2 separate regions of the Nothobranchius furzeri genome follow, and region 2 is linked to region 1. The links are chromatin contacts, called in public Micro-C maps. All regions are on one chromosome and are shown on one strand. Each heading gives the region's core, a stretch centred on a gene start, on an enhancer-like site or on the middle of the called end of the contact. The rest is flanking DNA. Distances are from core to core; before and after follow the strand shown. Region 1 has its middle 25 kb from the start of frmd6. Region 2 overlaps frmd6 (FERM domain containing 6).

Region 1 (6,395 bases), core at 2,278-4,777:
ACACACACACACACACACACACACACACACACACACACACACACACACACACACACACACACACACACACACACACACACACACACACACAGCTAACCCAAGGGTCCACAACAGGCCTCATCTTCATCAGCGAGCTTTGTCAAACTTAAATATGGATCCAGGAGTGTCGTCTATAGAAGCAGGATCGGCACCAAGCCCCCATAATTCGAGTCTGAAATTGAAGCCAATGCGGAAGTGACAAAAATTGCAGTTCCACCCTCATCCGCTGGGGGCTGGTGTCAGAAGCGAGCAAATCCTCATTGACTCCCATGTTAAAAATACCAATTTCACAGCAGAAATAAACATGTTTACAGCCTGGTTCCAAAACATGTTTTAGGTTTAATAGATCTAGTTTACATGCATGACAACTCTGAGGGGGGTGAATTTTTTGTCACTCTCCTGTTTAAGTGTATTAAAAGCCTAAAATTCAGAATAATTAATTAGCATCCGACCCACATGATCGCAGAGCTAGCTCCGGGGAAAGGCCTCAGCCTGAACCTCGGCCTCGCCTTAAAACTGTTCCGCAATTTTTAGTCTCTCAACTTAGACCAGTAGTTGTAGAATTTGTGCATTTTTATTTTTTGGATATTAGCCTATTTGTGCAATTGTTGGACGAAATGACTTGCTGTGGCATTAATTGCACTAAGAGAGCGTCCAATGAGTCACCACTTCATTTTTTTTCGGTAAGTAAAATTATATATATGTATTTTAAGTCACTGCCGCTTTTGCACTAGCTGAGCTTAGATTTTAAAATGTACTGTTTAACCACGAAATTTAAATATAATAGGGTAAATCCCAGTGCAGTGTTAACATAACCCTGCATTTTAGAAAATGGGTTGAAATATGACATGTTGGTGGGGCTGGGTTCCGACTATCGGTATGGTCCCCTCCCCGCAGCTCGGTGCATCTCTGATCTCAGCGACGCTTGTCTGCGGGCTGCCAGCTTGTGGAGCTCTCGGATGGAAACCAATGTTTTCCACCCGGTTCTCCCCAGCAGCAGCTCTGCGCATCTCTGATCACAGCAGCGCCTGTCTGCTGCACGGCTGCCGGCTTGTGGAGCTCTCGGGAGACCTCTGTGTTCCACCCGGTTCTCCCCAGAGGTCAGCCTGGTGCATCTCTGACTCAGAAGCTCTGGTGTTGTGCACAGTTAACTCCGGTTGTAGCTAGGTAGCTACCTCCGTTAGATTAGCTCCCACCTCCGCGTTAGCTTTGGGTTAGCTTGTAGCTACATCGGTTCAGTTCGACGGGTGTTATCATTTGATCCCAGCCTTACAGCCCCACCCTCAGCTCCACCTCTCTTCCCTTTTTTGGAATTGTCTGGGCTTGACGGAACCTGTGACACGGTCAAAATGGAGGTGGTGGCAACCTCCCATTTTGGCTTAAAAACTTATTATTGGAGCCAATGGAAAGGAATTGTCCAGTATATATGTAGATGATCGGCACTGACGTTCAGGAAAACATAAGCAAAGCTGCTTCAAAGGTTTTGCCCACAGAGATTCTGAAATGTGACACCAGCCGGGCGTCTGAGCTACAGGCAGCGGTGACAGGGATTTAACTGTAGCACATCAAACGGGCGCAGCCTCATTCTCCTGTGAACTTCACACACTCCTCTGCTTTGAATTCAGCCCACTGTTCTTCGGGGAGGAGAACAAGTCTGGTCAGAGTGTTAACAGTTCAAGGGTGTTTAAACTTCACTTTGTCTTAACTTCCTCAACAGACTTAAAACACACTCTAAAAGCTGCTACAGACCCACACCCTGCAGCCTTCTGGTCAACATGCCTGCAGACATGGAGGATCGATTCCTGTCCTGAAGAGAGAATTTCACAGGTGTCACGATTCCCACTGGGGCAAAAATCTGGACGTCTGATTTGTGACTTTCCTCCTGCAGGATGTGCAAGATTAATTTCCCTCATTCAGAGGAGCTTGCCTCTGTTCTTAAATACCACCATCAATTTCCCAGCAGCAGGCGAAGGTCAGAGGTCAAATCTAAAGCAGCTGAGGTCAGAAGGATTTGTCCCTCCAACAGAAGTCTGTCTCCTTGTGGAAGCTTCTCCACTACAGGACTCATCTACCTCAGTCTGTGGACCGCTTCTGAGTTCTGGTTTTACTTAGTTCCTGTTCTAATTATTAAATCACGTTTGATCGTTTGTCTTTTATCCACACCTTAAAGCTTTGGAGCTGAAAAAGACACAGAAAGTATCTGTCATTAGTGACTGTAACAACTGATTTTAAAGGTGAATTTTGACCCGTGGCCAGAATTTAAAGCCTGACAAGTTCTGGTTTTCATCGAGATTTATGATATTTGTTTATTTGGTTAGGTAGAATTACAATATATTATTTTTACATAACATTTACATTTTTATTCGGTGTTGGTCCTTCTCTGCGGTTGATTTTGCATCCTGTTATTCAGCTTCTGGTCCAAATCCTGATTGATGGGTGGTAATTCCCACCTGGAGTTTAGAGTTAGTGGGGTTTTGTTTGTCTGTACACCTTTTGAGGATTGACCACAAGTTCTCAAGGAATTTGAGAAGAGGAAGTCTGAGAAGTGTCGTGGATGTGAAACCAAAATTTTGTAAAAGATATTCATCACCAAACCGTTCTTGAATGGTTGAAGGAGTTCCTCTGGGCTGTAGCTTCGGTACCATTCTTTATTTATGAATGTGTTCTGAGGCTGGACTCAAGATGCTTTACTGTGAAAAGGTTTGCAACAAAAATATAAAAACCTTATAAGAACTTAAATTTAAGGGAAAACTTTGAGATTTTCAGCACAAAATCACAGAACAGTCATACTTTGAAGAACCCTTTATGGCTCACGGAAGCTATTTCTCAAATATAAGTAGCTTTAATGATTAAACATTAGTTTAATCAGTTTGAAGCAGTAAAACTTGCCAGAACATATTAAATTTTACCTGAACATATCACAGTTTCTGTTATAGCTTTATTTGTAGGATTTCTTCAAGTTTTCTGTTTTTACATCTTCATACCCACCTAAATGTCCAAAGGCATTATAAGTAGAAAGGTTTAGCTAAAGCAATCTTAGGGAATTGGTCTCATAAATAAAGTTATCTTGGCATGAAAGCTGCAGAGAACAGAGAGAGAGAGAGAGAGAGCAAGCCTGGCTTTGTCTGGTGGTGATAAAATCCTCGACTAGCACGTCTAAAACCAGAGCTTGTTTTCTTTCCTACCTATGCATCTAAAACTACAACTGTCTCTGTAGCAAATGAGTCCCTCTGGTATTATTAAGCATTAGAATGAGTGTGCAAACATGTATAATCCTCTCCTTGTTTGAGGTATTTCTCCTCCTACAGCCGTGTATGTTTTTAAATCTGAGATCCTCACCAGAGACTGGACCTTTCTTCCTCTGTGGGTCAATGTTTGGGGTGCACACGGCGGATTGCATTGCAGGGATTTCACGCTCTACATGGAGACACATTCCTCCGTGTCAGCCCTCTAAATGCAGGACAGGCCATAACCTGTTCACAGATTTCCTCACATCACGCTCCCTCGCTCAAGCACCAGACACTCACCTGCATTTTTCCCTTTCAACTGGTCACACCAGAATAGCTTTGTGTCACAGAAATGTCCATAAATCAATGCTTTAAGCTGTAACTGCTCACTTTATCATGACTGGTCTTCAAACACACCTTTAGCTTGTCTCGTTTTTGTCTTTTTACTTAAAGATCTTCACAAGTGCAGAAAGCACTTTGCTGGGCAAATCCCAACAACTCAGAGCTTATGAAGCAGATAACCACAAAAATAAAAGCTCCTCCTTGAGCTTGTGAGTGTCAGAAGCACATGCATGGACAATGCAGAGTTAACTTTCAGATAAATCTTTAAAACATGAGACCTAAGAGAAGCTCAATGATAAGTAAGTAAGTAAGTAAGTAAAAGTTTATTTATATAGCACCTTTCACAGATATAAATCACAAAGCGCTGTACAACATGATAAAGATCAGGGCAAATACCTCTAATCAATAAAAACATCAGAAAAACAATAGCAGTGATAAAATAGAAAATAAAATCATGAGTATAAACAAAGTGAAGGTGTGAACCCGAACAAAGCCATCTTTGTGAACATTCAGGGAGGGAACGCCTGGATGAAAAGGTGAGTTTTTAGATGATTTTTAAAGACCTCTACAGTGTTAGAGAGACGGAGATTTGAAGGTAGACTGTTCCAAAGTCTGGGTGCAATAGTCTGAAAGGCCCTGTCCCCTTTGGTTTTCAGTCTGGTTCGAGGAACAGCCAGGAGGTTTTAAATGCATTACTCAAAGTTTTTTGTCTTTTGTTTTGAAAAACTAAATAGATCTGAATGCAAACGAGATCTAGAAGATTTTAATGCACCAAACTACCAATAAATAATCAATATTACTCTGCTGCGAATATTTTCAGCGATCAGATCCATCTGTTTATGTTTAGCTTCCCTAAATTTCCACATTGAATCCCAAATGGGAAACTCCTTAAAAGACGGCACAGCCAGCTATTTTGGGGAAAGGAATCTGGTTCTCTGCGGGCAGTCCAGAAACTATCAAAGCCTCAGCATGAACTATGATGCATCTGACATTTGGGTGCCAAATTACTCTTGTTATTTCTGTTGTTCTGTGGCTCGCCCAGTGCTGTGGAACGATAACGGATGGTGAAGCCAGCCGGTTTGGGCTTTATCAGAGCGCCATGGGATTTGTTCAAGACTAATTATTTGGAATCCCATTTTGGCTCATTAGCATAAATCTGTTGCTGTTTGTAGTGAACAAACAAACGAATAAGGGTTAATAGTTAGATCCTCCCACTAGAAAAACCCTGAAGTCACTAGTTTCTGAAGTTTAGAGAAGAACATGGTGGGAACAAGTGGAAACCAAGGAGGAAACCATTATTTTTCTTTCTTTTCTGCACTTTCTTTATGGCTTTTGGACTCAACAACAGCACACCACCAAAGCTTATTTCCCACAGTAACTTTCATGCTTTTTTATTCCTTTGATGTCAAACAGATTTATTTTTCTCGTGTCAATCAGATGTTTCCTAATGAAAACTCTGTAAAAGTTCAGGTAAGACTTAGATGTGGATGTTTGCAGTTTTGAGACAGATGTTCATGTTTGTTTCTAAAGAAGGATGGAAGAATTTACTAATTCTCAATTAGCTGAATGCATTTTTTCACATAGTTTGATTGTAATTAGTTTTATTGCGGCTGATTTTTACATACACTTCCTGTTTGACACAGTAAAGTGATCGAAGCATGCTCTAAAGAGACTGCGTCAACAAAAGATAAGCTGAAGAGTCATAAAAGTCCTTAGCAATCCTAGCGGTCGGAGGGACCGGTGGCGCCAGTGCTCGGCAGCCTCGCCTCTGTCAGTGCGCTCCAGGGCAGCTGTGGCTACATCGTAGCTCATCCCCACCAGGGTGCGAATGGGTGAATGACTGATTGTGTTGTAAAGAGCCTTGGGGGGTTCCAGGACTCTAGAAGGTGCTGTATCAAATACAGGCCATTTACCATTTAAAGAGGCTGGCTTAGCATCTATGAGCAGTGAATATGCAGAATGAAATCAATAAATTAATACTTTAACTCAGATGCACCTATATGGGCTCTCCTCCAATCCTCACTTAACAAGTGGTGGAGGGGTTTTGTCACAATATATCTTTAGATAGTGAGAAAAAAAACTTAAAAATGGAAAAATTAAGCAGTGTTGAAGTTCTTTACCAAAATTAAAAAAAGGCTGTTCATGCTGAAACCCTGCAATCACCTAGTTTGGGTTTCTGTTACTGCAGAGCTTTAGTGCCTTTCCTAATTTTTCCAAAAGTAAGTTCTCAAAAAACTCTTGCTTACTTAAAAATGCAAAGTCAAAGGTAAATCTAACTACGCAGCTGTTTAATACTAGCACTTCTAAAACCAGAGTGTGTGTGTGTGTGTGTGTGTGTGTGTGTGTGTGTGTGTGTGTGTGTGTGTGTGTGTGTGTGTGTGTGCCTGCTCTATCTTCTCGATCCCCAGTGAGTCGTGGAGGATGGCTGCTTATACTGAGCCAGGATTCTCTGGAGGTTTCTTCCTGTTAAAAGGGAGTTTTCCTCTCCACTGTCGCTGCATGCTTGCTTAGTATGAGGATTGCTGTATAGTCACTGACACTAGTCAGTGACTTGATGCAATTTGCTGGGTTCCTTATATAGGAAACATTATTTTTGATTGGCTTAATGAACTGTGAATTGGAATGTTTATTATGTGAAGTGCCTTGAGACGACTCTTGTCGTGATTTGGCGCTTTATAAATAAACTTGAATTGAATTGAATTGAATTAATACATGGAAGGTTGAGCTTTATGTGCACACTTTAGTATCTTTAGGGCTAAAAATACTAGAATAAGTTCTAATGCCACC
Region 2 (6,395 bases), core at 2,717-5,216, 59 kb after region 1:
CCTTGAAAGTAGAAAACAAAGTGTTTGTGTTTTCTTTTGTCTTTGGCTCAGCTGGTGTTTCATCATCTCACAGCCTTCATCCCTCGGACAGCCACACCCTTCTGATTGCCCTCTACTTCCTGTGATAAGCCTCCTTCTGCATTATCACAGTAGAAACCAGAAGTTACAGGAAATTGTTCAAAAGTAAACAATGTACACTTCAGTGTAGTAAATCTCCCTCAGATTTAGTCTGCGTCTAGAAAGATTAGCCAAAAGCCACCCTCAACACACAGCGGGTGTGCTCCCAGTGACGGTGGCTCACGTTCAGGCTGTCTGCCCCGACATCTGTCTGCTCTGCAGCAGGGAGCTTCATTAACCTCCCTGTTCAGTCTGTAATGAGTCTAAATGGCGGTGGGGTCTAAAGTCTCCCTCTGTCTCCCCCTCAGGTGGTTGCTAAGCGTGGCCGTGAATACATCCTGAGGCATATCCCCAACATGCACAAAGACCAGTTCGCTCTCACGGCTTCAGAGGCTCACCTGAAGTTCATTAAAGAGTGTGCTCAGCTTGATGATGTCACAGTCCACTACTACAGACTCTACAAGGTGAGACATCTGACCTGTCAGTTTGGTTTTGTTTTAACATGAAGTTTATATTTAACGTTAAGGCTGCTCTTCTGATTTGATTGCTGACTCATCTGATTTCATCTGTTTTCTTCAACAGGACAAAAAAGAAGTGGAGGCATCTCTAACTCTGGGATTGACTTTACGTGGAATCCAAATATTTCAGGTACCAATCTTTCCTCAGCAGCCAGGGCCTTGTTTTACCCCGGGTTTCCACGGGAGCCGTCAGCAGCACGTTACTGCAGCAGCACGTCTTGCTCGCGTAAGCTGCTGCTTGGCCCTTCCCACGAGACGCGAAGCAGCAGGGGAGCAGCTGTCACCGACAGAGCACGAAGTCACACGAGTGACTTCGTCAGTAAACACAACAACAAGCAGGAGAAAATTACAACATGGTTTGTGTTTTATGTTCTGTCCGTTTTATAATCGCCAATACGGACCTGAAAAACAAAGGAGACCGCTAGCTAGGTGATAACTTCTCACGGGGACGCACAGTTAGTAACCTTTTTTAAAAGTAAAGCAACCGGAAGGCAGCACGTTCTTTATTCTGAAAATCTCGGGAGCTTCTCTCCATTTCCGCGTCCGATTTCCTGTCTTTCCTTCCCCAAAAATGTCGAACTTGACCCGTTTCAGAGGCGTCGCGCGTAGAAAATAGAACCGGCGCGTAAAGGCCGCGACATGCTGCTCCTGAGACGCGGCCGACTCGCGCTGCTGACGGCTCCAGTGGAAAAGGTTCTGTTGACCACAGCGGTTCCTATCGGCAGCTATGACGTGCTGCTGCAGTAACGTGCTGCTGACGGCTCCCGTGGAAAGCCGGGGTTAGGCCGTTTAAACACAGTTTTATGATATTTCAGGGTATCCGCGGGTCTTAAATTTGCTTTTCCAAATTTAAGGCTTTAAAAATCCTTAAAAATGACAAATAATCCTTAAATCCAGTTTCCAAAGGTCTTAAATGACGAAAGACCCAATAAACAAGATTCTTTTATTTCTATAAAATTTTTGTGAATTTCTAGTTAGTGTTCAGCATTTTTTGTGTATGATATTGGCGTAAGTGGAACCGTACACATTCAGTTGGTTGTGAAATGTGGCTATTTTTAGATGATCACATTAACTGGTTAAGCAGGTGGGAGCTTGCGCCATGGGGAAGTGCAAGTTTAATGGTAACTGGATGGCTAATCCCATGTTCGCGACCTGGTTAGCACCGTTTCCAGGCAATAGCTGGAAATTCCATCCATCCATTGTCTGAGCCCACTTGTCCATGTAGGGTCGCGGGGGGGCTGGTGCCTATCTCCAGCGGTCAATGGGCAATCAGGCGGGGTACACCCTGGACAGAGAGCCAGTCCATCGCAGGGCAACACAGAGACACACAGGACAAACAATCATGCACACACACACACAAACACACACACACACACACACACCTGAGGACAGTTTAGACAGACCGATCAACCTAACAGTCTTGTTTTTGGATGGTGGGAGGAAGCCGGAGTACCCGGAGAGAACCCACACATGCACAGGGAGAACATGCAAACTCCATGCAGAAAGATCCCAGGCCGAGAAGCGAACCCAGGACCGTCTTGCTGCAAGGCAACAGCTCTAACCACTGCACCACTGTGCAGCCCTAGCTGGAAATTATAGCTTAAATTTAATTTAAAAAAAATAGCTTAAATTTGGTCAAAGTGGCCTTAAAAAGCCCTTAAAAAGTATTAAATTTGGCTCCCATAAACCTGCAGATACCCTGTATTTGCATCAATAAAAGCCCCACTGACCGGGTTTGTTTATTTTTGCCCACCCACCAGTTCATTTGTACTTTTAGTCCCACAGGAAGTAATTTTAGCTCCAATCACGTTTTCCTGTCACCTCTGTCTTTTTCTTTATTTTTCCAGACCTTACTTTGAAACGACAAATGGACTCACTGATTGTGTAGACATTTATTGTTAAACAGAATAAACTAAAGATGGCTGCATCACAACACAGAGACTCACAAGATGCTAAAATAAATGTTTAGAAATGTGGCAGTTTGTTTCTAAGCAAATCCCTTTCATCAGTGAGGAACGTCCTTCTCTTAGATGTTCCTGCCTTGGTTAAAAGCACACTAACAACATTCGTTGGGATTTTTAATAAGTCATGAATCGAGTCCCAGCCACAGAGTTTTGGTAAAGTTATTCACGTGGATTCAGGAGGATTTCTAACGTGAGTTTGTTGACACACGCACTGTCCTACTTTAGCATGTGGTTAAATACAGTAGGACAGTCTTTTTCAAGCAACTGTCTGCCTTCTAGAAAACAGTCTTCTCGACCGGCAGCCGTGACTGAACCAGAGGAGCGGGTCAGTCACAGGCCACAACCCTAACCCCGGGCACGATACTGAGCCCTGGAAGTTATAAAAATGGCCGCCTGCTGCCCCTTAGGAATGGGTCAGATGCAGAGGGGAATTTTTCCAAGGGGATAAAAATTTTTAATTATTCTTATTTGAATTGCAGAACGTCGGCTCTGTGAGGCAGCTGTTGTACGACTTCCCCTGGAACAACGTAGGAAAGCTGGTGTTTGTGGTGAGTCCAACATGCAGCCCAGAGCTGCTGCTTTGCTCTGATAGTTTTTTAGGTTTTTGATCAAACCGAATCATCCTCTGGCTCATGGTGATGCGTTTAGACGCCAGACTCTCGCTCAGGATCGTGGAAATTTTTACACGTTGCTCCTTCTCTAGGCTGCTGTTTTATCTCATCCTCTGGAACTAATCAGAGATTCTGAAAGACTTTCCTTGCACACACAACCTTACACACACACACACACACACACACACACACAGTACTGTAGCTACAGACATGTAGTCATGTAATCAACAGCTGGATTTTCTCCCTCTTGCTCTGTTCGTGTAATTGTCCTGTGGGCCCGTGCTCCTTAAGGAAACCCAGTATAATCTTCTCATCTCTGCTCTTAGTCAGCTTGTCGTTGAGCTGAGCGCCGCCATTTTAATTCGGCAGGGTTTCCGTTATCGCAGCAAGCCAGAGAAGCTGTAACTCTGACAGCCTCGCCGTGTCTGCCAACCCAGAGACAGCTCAGACCTGGTGGTTATAAATGTGGACGTTTAGTTTTTATACCTAAGAGAGAGATGAAAGTCCCATCTGGTGTCTCACGTATGCGTTTTATTTTACTACAACAGTTGAAGCACAAAACAACTGTTGCTTCTGCCCCTCGGCCCACAGCTCAGACATCCTGTTTTCTTACTTTGTGTGTGTGTGTGTGTGGGGGGGGGGGGGGGGGGGGGGGGGGTTCTGCGGTTTGTCTCCATTTGCCGTCTGGAGGAGCGCAGTGAGAGTGACTGAGCTGTGGCTTCGCCCTGGACCAAAAGGATTTCTTACTGCCCTGCCCCACCCATCTCCAGAATAACAGGCCTTGTCCTTCACCCCACCCAAGAGTGTCATCATCTAGCCGCGCTGCCACCGTCAGTGGGCGGGGCTCAGGCAGAGGGACGTGTTGGTCGATAAATCCCAGATGGTGGGATGTTGGAAGAGATTTTTGTTTCTGCGGCTTTTGAATCATTTTGTGTATCAGAGTTTTAAACGGGTTGGGTTTGTGTTTCGGGGGATGAAGCTGCATCAGCACTGCTGTTGAAAGCTGAAACGATGACATTTCCCTCAAGTTTTGTTGTGTTGGTTTAAAACTTGTGGTTCTTAAGACGTTTGGTTGGTTCTGGTCATTTTAGAGGATGGGTGGTGTTTGATGTGTGTGGTCTCCTGCAGAAGTCCTGTTGATCGTTGTCCAAGGACTTTCAAAGGGACTGAACCTTTGACCTCTGGAAAGCTCTCCAGTGAGACTGGATGAGATGCTTAGTGAATAAAATCTGACATTTCCCTCTGAGAATCCTAACTGGGCTCATTAATATGCTGCTTGACTCTTAGACATGTTGTCTGTGGATCTGGTTCAGTCACATGCTCACAGCTGCCTTCTAGGATTTGCTCCACCTTCCTGATGCAGTAATGGCAGCTGTCCACGACGTCTGCAGGTTTGTTATTGGGGAGCTGCAGAGGGGCTGTCTGAGGTTAAACTCAAACGTTTAGGAAGGGAAGAGAACTTTTACTGTAATTTCCCACCCAGAGTTTTTCTGTCTGTCCAGGGATTTAACAGGAAATCTCTCTGCCTGAAGGACTGCTCTGTCCAGAGAAAACAATCCTTCGTAGGAAAGCCTCTGCTAAAGGACTCAGAGATGGTTTCATCAGCGTGTTTAGTTCAAACACAAACCTGGAGGTCTATCGATGTTTTGTTAAAAATCAGCTGGATAAATAAAGTTGAGCTCCGTCCTGTGATCAGACGTTATGTTTTTAACCTCCACCTGTTGAAGTCCTGACAACACACCACAGACAGCTGTTCCTGGGTCAGTCACCGCTGAAGGCCTTTTAGATGGGATGTGCTTACGGTGAGCAAACTGCAAAAATAATCCAAGATGTGCACCAAGAGTCAAACTACAGACATGAAAACTGGTCGTTGCTCTGTTTTTAGTGACATAAATGTTTCTTTTCTGGAGAAGAACCCTGATTTCAGATCAGCATTCCAGCTTCATCAACTTGTGGCGTAAACCAGAGTTCTGTGTTTTTGTTTTTCTCTCAGGGGAAGAAGTTTGAGATCCTTCCTGATGGTCTGCCCTCAGCCCGTAAACTCATCTACTACACCGGCTGTCCCGTACGCTCCCGCCACCTCCTGCAGCTGCTCAGCAACAGCCACCGGCTCTACATGAACTTACAACCGGTCCTCAAACAAGTCCGTCGGCTCGAGGAAAATGAAGGTGTGGTCAGCACAAGTTTGTGTTGCAACAGTTGCTTTGATTACTTTCCCTCAGAAATATGAACTGTTTCATCTTCTCTGGCTGAAATATAAACTAAATTCTCTAAACACGAGCATAAACGTGGTGCACATCTGAATTAGCTCAAAGCAGAAAATGACGATTTACTGTTTTGATTTCAGAAAAGAAGCAGTACCGGGAATCGTACATCAGCGATGCTCTGGAGCTGGACATGGAGCATCTGGACAAGCGTTCCCGGGCCAGCGGCAGCAGCGCGGGCAGCATGTCTCACCCTAACCGTCTGTCTCGCCACTCCACCACCAGCCATGGCAGCTCGCACACATCTGGCATTGAAACAGACAGCTTCAGGGCCCCGGGCCAGACCCCACACAGGCCCCTACGCACCTGCAGCTCCTCCACAACCAGCCACGGGAGCTCTCACACCTCCGGCATCGAGAGCAGCGGCAAGGATCGCATCCTGGATGATGACGATGGTAAGAGCTGATGGAGGATGGCTGGTTGAGCTTTTTACTAGTTAACCTGTAAATATGTATTGAAATGTTAACAGTTGCTTTAGATGTTTGATAAATTCTGATAACTTTTGTTCTTGCAGAGATCGAGATGCTGGTAGACGACCCTAAAGACTACGAGGAGCTTCATGAGGTGGCTCTGGAACAGGAGCTGTGCATTCACATCACAGAGGACATGCTGACCATGTCTCCAGATCAGACCAACGGGTTGTCAGGTAGCCTCAGCGGTATCTAGTCTGATTGGACGATTCTTAAACGAACAGGTTGTAACTGGTTCAGAATGTGTTTTTAATCTGCTAGGAGCATAAACATTCATGTTTTATCGGAGAAAGAACACCCAATCTGAGAGACTCATGTTTGTTTTCAAGGACTGATAGTAAAAGACGTCAGTTCGTCCACCTCCAGTTCGTCAGAGACTGTTGTGAAGATGAGAGGACAGAGCATCGAGTCCCTTCCACAGGTGCTTCACCTTTGACCTGAATCCCAACAC

Evidence for each region. A called contact is a pair of places that touch in the nucleus more often than the background predicts.
Region 2: a contact with region 1 is called in a Micro-C map of tail fin, with 5 times the contacts expected there. The contact joins two enhancer-like sites. A contact is called at or near these places in 2 of 2 Hi-C or Micro-C datasets (skeletal muscle and tail fin).

The regions. Positions count from the first base shown.
Region 1 is chr18:19,954,929-19,961,323 of NfurGRZ-RIMD1, forward strand. No RefSeq gene overlaps it. Among protein-coding and RNA genes, the nearest start is that of frmd6, 25 kb to the right of the region's middle. Within about 2 kb of position 3,528, at least 1 of the 3 cell types and tissues checked has an H3K27ac peak or open chromatin away from gene starts, as enhancers often do. A contact at or near this core is called in tail fin, where this site is marked.
Region 2 is chr18:20,013,020-20,019,414 of NfurGRZ-RIMD1, forward strand. It overlaps frmd6 (FERM domain containing 6), which reads left to right. Exons shown (of 14, transcript XM_015969465.3): 7 at 426-581; 8 at 700-765; 9 at 3,079-3,147; 10 at 5,204-5,378; 11 at 5,558-5,869; 12 at 5,989-6,120; 13 at 6,274-6,365. Among protein-coding and RNA genes, the nearest start is that of gng2, 15 kb to the right of the region's middle. Within about 2 kb of position 3,967, at least 1 of the 3 cell types and tissues checked has an H3K27ac peak or open chromatin away from gene starts, as enhancers often do. A contact at or near this core is called in tail fin, where this site is marked.